Linked DNA regions of Hordeum vulgare: region 2 is linked to region 1. Evidence: chromatin contacts called from public Hi-C data. All regions are on one chromosome and are shown on one strand. Each heading gives the region's core, a stretch centred on a gene start, on an enhancer-like site or on the middle of the called end of the contact. The rest is flanking DNA. Distances are from core to core; before and after follow the strand shown.

Region 1 (2,635 bases), core at 98-2,597:
TGGGTGCCATTCGCACAGTTCTGGTACAACTCGTCCCACCACTGGCGACCGGGATGACACCTTTCAAGGCCATGTTCGGACACGAGCCAAGACACTGGGGAATCACAGCGACTACCTCCTGTACGGTGTCGGTGCTGCAATCATGGTTGGAGGAACGCGCGACCATGCAAAACGTGATCCAGCAACAACTACATCGCGCAAGGCAACTCATGAAGAACCAAGCGGAGAAGAAGCGTTCATTCCGACAATTCCAAGTGGGCGACCGTGTCTTCCTCAAGCTGCAGCCATACATTCAGACATCCATCGCCCCAAGAGCCAACCACAAGCTTTCTTACAAGTTCTACGGCCCCTTCACCATCATCGCCAAGGTCAACGATGTCGCCTACAAGCTCGAGCTTCCTCCACAAGCGACGGTGCACCCCGTCTTCCACGTCTCTCAACTTCGTCAAGCTCTACTCCCGGCACGCAGATATCCGACACGCTGCCATCATCCAGGGAGGACTTGGCCGTACCAATGGCAGTACTCCAATCAAGATGGCGCCAGAAGAATGGCGCGATGCGGGAACAGGTGCAAATGAAGTGGTCCACTGAAGGTCTCGGCATCACCTCGGCAGACAAAACAGCGCTGCAAGCCAGGTTTCCCAATGCTGGAAGGAGGGGATGTCAAGGGCCCTGACCACGCGACCCCACCTGGCAGTGGGACGGCGGCGCGCAACTGGGCCGCCCGCGCAAGAGCAACCCTCGCTACACCGGCCCGGACTGGGTGCACCAGACCGGCCCACCAGCGGAGGCTACTTAAGGAGGTCAACTCCATCGGCTAGGGCATCCGCGAAGGATCAGGCAACGGACGGGCGGCGGCTAGTGTTCTTCTTCCTCCATTTCCCCGTTCGTGTATCAGCTTGTAATCGCCACTGCTACTCGAATTCGTGTATGGGAGTGATAGATCCACCATCCCTACCCTTACACTCACCCCACCCCAAACCCCCCCAGAGGCCAAAGGCTAATCACGTGTAGCAACGGCAACCACAGCTACACCACCCTCTGCCCGCCCTAACGCAAGGAAAGCAGCCGCTTTCGGCCGCCCTCCGCGTGCCCACAGTCGCAAGAGCACTACCCCTATCACCGATTCTGAGGGTTAGCGGGGCGGGAGGAAGGAGGAAGAAGCGTACGGTTGCGCCGGGGCGCGGAGAGAGGAACTGCCGGTCGAACACCCTCGAGGCAAGGTTGCCGCTGCGGAAGAAGCCCACCATCACTGCACCACCCGTGGCCGACGCCGGCGCGAAAGCATCGCACGCGCACGCGACGCGGGGATTATTACTACTATTTTCCGCTGGTGTGGACGTGAAAGGTTATGAATGGGATTTTTGCTTCTAGGAGGATAAGAGCAAACCTAGCACACCACCGTCCCGGCCCTGCCCGTAAAATAACCGTCAAAATACGGTTCGGAGCAAAAAAACAGCCCGATCACACCCCGCATACCGCCCCGGCCCATAAAACAAATTAGTGGGTGCGGCAAAATCCCGACTCCGCTCGGTAAAACGCGGGTTTTCCCCTCGCAGTTCATCTCGCGCTTTCTCTCACCAACCACCTCTTCTCTCCCCCCTCGCACCGTCGCCGATCGCCGCCCAAGATTTCGACGACAGCAGCCGGCAGGAGCACGCCGGAAGGCCGCCACGCGCACGAGGTCTCACCTCCCTTCCCCTGCGTCGGCGGGCCGCCAGATTTGCAGATCTGCGGCACTTCATCGCGGGCCGCCGGATTTGTCTTTTTCCGGTCGCCGGTTGCTGCCCAAGGCGATGGAGTGGTCGGGGAGCCTCTCCTGTAGCCCATGCAAGGGCACATCGCCTCATGCAGGCACGGGTTCGTCCGCCCGCCGTCGTCGAAGGTTTGCGGGCATGGACTCGTCCGGCCGTCCACCGGGCTCGGCGCTCGCGCAGAGTCTTTGTGGCCTGCCGATGCCGCTCATAGAGTGCGACGACTGCCGGCGCCAAGTGCTGCGGCTCACTTCGGGCACGCCGACGCATCCCGGATGGGTGTTCTACAAATACGAAAACGACGGGGTACATGCACTTGCGGTAGCTCGTTCCATAGCTCATTTCTTTAGTTCAATTGCGGTAGCTCACTTCAAGCTTGCTCATTCTTTTGTGTAGGATGATGAATGCTCATTTTGGTTTTGGGAAGGCGAGTACATTGATTTGTTGATAGAAAGAAACTTAATAGATGTTAGTACACTCCTTAGTACAATCGAAAGCAATGATGTGGCTGCATGTGCAACTAAAGGGGAAGCAACGTCTACTTCTTTGTAACCAAAGATGAAGAATGAAGAAAGCAAGATCAAGATTTCGTAGATCAACAATGAGTGCATGGAGAAGATATTGCTTCAACTAGTGGGAGTAGTTATGGAAGTTGGAAATCTTCTGAAATGCATACTTGTGGTTCTTGTTTTCTTTGGTTTTGCTATTCTAGCCAAGATTTGGTGATATCTTTTGTATCTATAATGTTGTTGCAAAATCAAAGAAAAGCATTGTGCCAGATCAGAACCCGCAAAAGCCGGCCCGTAAAAAAGTATATTTCGCGAATATACCTTTTTACGGGTCCATTATGCGGGGTTTGCATCTGTGCCAGCCTGCGCCGG
Region 2 (2,635 bases), core at 57-2,556, 41 kb before region 1:
TGATAGTGAAGATGAGGAGGAGGAGAGGAACTTGGGCAAGCCCGAGGGAACCAAGAAGGGCAAGGTAAGGGTGAAGATGGAAGGAGAGGCGTCAAGCCTAAGGGAGAAGATGGAGCAGATGATGAAGGCAAGAGAGGAATTGACAACGAAGACATTGGAGACGAAGCTTCTTATCACCGAGAAGAAGAAAGAGGTCAAGCTTGCACAAGTTGAAGCAAAGCGTGAAGAAGCAAAGCGCAAGGCCGACTTGGAGGAGAGGATGATCAAGGTGAAAGAGGCAAAGGTATGGAAAGAACTCATGGTGGAAGAGAAGGAGCACATGATGATGTCCAAGAAGGACATGGATCAAGAACAATTGCAATGGTGGAAGGACTACAAGGAGGACATCGCGGAGAGGAAGAGGATATTCCGTGGTGCGTCCTCTACTCTTCGAGGTGACACTCCGATGAGTTGTGGCGATGGCGGTGTGGAAGACTCCACCACCGACGACAATGGAGGTGCTTGATGGACGTGGAAGTGGTCTAGGAAATGGCGCCAAGTGCAACTTTTTGGTGATGGTACCGATGAGAGGGGGAAGATGATGATTGTGTGATGTAAAAAATATTAAACCATGCAGCAATGATCTTTATTTCCATGTTTGTTTGAAGTTTTATTGTGTGATTCTAGTGAAAATTGTGATATGCCAAATGACAGTTTTAAGGGTTGGGGTTGAGGCAAAGACTAGAACCCTCAAAACCAACCCTTATAACAGAATATTCCGTTATAAAGGATGGGTTTGAGGGTTCTAGTCTTTGCCTCTGTTTTTCAACCCTTAAAAGTGTCAAAAATGGCCAATTCTCAACCCTTATAACTGATTTTGAATTTAAGGGTTTGAGGGTTCTACTAGAGATGCTCTAAGTCTGGCTGATCGGCCTTTTCATCGTGCTCATGCCACAACATATACACGGAGCACGGCCGATCGATCCTGCTTTCTCTAGAAAAAAAGGGGAAATAAAGTGAATCTGTTGTCGCTGGCGACTCGGATGTTGCTAGAAAATAGAGCAGGCAGCAGGACAGCAAGGACCAGAGGTCACAGGCTCCAAGCTGATGACAGCTGCTTTAGCATTTTTGCGGGATATGCAGCAGCCCGAGCAGGAGCAGAGCTACGTTGGAGCCAATTGGGCCTTTGCCCGCCCAGCCCAGCCGGAAATATGGAAGGATGAAACTGGCCAGGAAAACAAGTGATGCGTGCAATTTCTTATCCTGGACGAACCTGGCCCACCCAGCATTCGGCCTAAAGCTCTGCCACTGAGCCCGACGTGGTCATGTACCTAGTATTGTGCATTGTACATGGCCTTATGGGCCTTGGAGTCTAAGCAGCATGAGGCGGGTCTAAGAAAAGAAGCAAGGAGGGTCCACCAAAATTGTTCCAACATTTAGCACCCATCACCGATCAGGGACCCACCAGTCAGATTCTTTTTCTCTGCCATGTACTTTTCCCCATCAAACTTCCCTCCACTAATTCAGAAACTGGCAGCAGCAGATGGGAGGTGGGGGTGCTACCGCTAGCCTCCCTAACAGTGAGGGACAAGCGTTGTGATCCACACATGGGCAACACACTTATGGGGTTGAGATGAGAATTAATAAGGGCATCTCGAACATCATGCATCAAAACGGTTGTAAACGCCCAGCATAGACCAGACACTTTGTGCCATCCAACGACGTGCATCAAATGTCCACAGACTGGTCCGTACGTCCGAATTCTCAAATTCTCACAAACTGGAAGCAAAGCTGGGAAGGTTTGCGAACGTCTGGACAGCCGCCATGCAGGCATCCGACATCCATGGCCCACACAGAAAAGAACACCTGAAGCCCTGCTTTTCTCACTATGTCACTCCCCTTTTCTTTGTATCCGCGTAGTCCAAGACACACATCGCCGCCGAACCACCCCCTCCGCTGTTCATGCCTTACCGGACCTCCGTCGCTCCACCCGAGCACCAGCCCCAACTTGACTACGCCTCCCTGCCCTGCACATCATTGTCCATGGCGGACACGGTGCCCAGCAAGTGTTCTGCCAAATGCCATAGCCAAATTTATTGACGTTTCTATTGTTTACTTTGAAGCAAACACTATGCATTCGGCCAAGGAGTAGTACACCGAGTCCATAGATACGTCCTCGTAAGATGAGCCCTGCACATTGCTGTCCATGGCAGACACTGTGGGGGGGGGGGGGGGGGGGGGGGGGGATATGATGCCGATTCCGGATGAGCTGAACTGTATTCGATCACCTCTACCATGGTGTCGAACATTTCCATTTCCCGTGCAACTACACCATCAATTATCATGACTCCAACATGGGCTATTATCTTTGTGATGATATATATCCTTCATGGTCGACCTTCATCAAGATCATCACTGATCCAAGAGGTGAAAAGATCTCACTTTTCCCAAAGACAAGGAGCTAGAAAGGATGTGTGGAGGACATTCGGAGTGCTCAAAGCCCGTTTTGCAGTTGTTAGAGGTCCTACAAAAGTATTGTTAGAGTTATATTGATGATGGCCTTTGGCCTTTTGTATTCTTGCCTTTTGGCATTCTCATGTACATCATATATATGGTGGCTTTGGCCTCCTAGTAATACAAGTTGCATATTTCCTGA

The links. A called contact is a pair of places that touch in the nucleus more often than the background predicts.
Region 2: a Hi-C map of leaf shows a contact between it and region 1, with 3 times the contacts expected there. The contact joins the enhancer-like site here to the promoter of LOC123443632 in region 1. A contact is called at or near these places in 2 of 6 Hi-C or Micro-C datasets (leaf and seedling).

What each region holds. Positions count from the first base shown.
Region 1 is chr3H:257,062,767-257,065,401 of MorexV3_pseudomolecules_assembly, reverse strand. It overlaps LOC123443632 (light-mediated development protein DET1), which reads right to left and starts at 1,347. Exons shown (of 10, transcript XM_045120109.1): 1 at 1,170-1,347. The coding sequence starts at 1,250.
Region 2 is chr3H:257,104,197-257,106,831 of MorexV3_pseudomolecules_assembly, reverse strand. All of the region lies in intron 9 of LOC123443632 (light-mediated development protein DET1), which reads right to left. Among protein-coding and RNA genes, the nearest start is that of LOC123443635, 22 kb to the right of the region's middle. Within about 2 kb of position 1,306, at least 3 of the 3 cell types and tissues checked have open chromatin away from gene starts, as enhancers often do. A contact at or near this core is called in leaf and seedling, where this site is marked.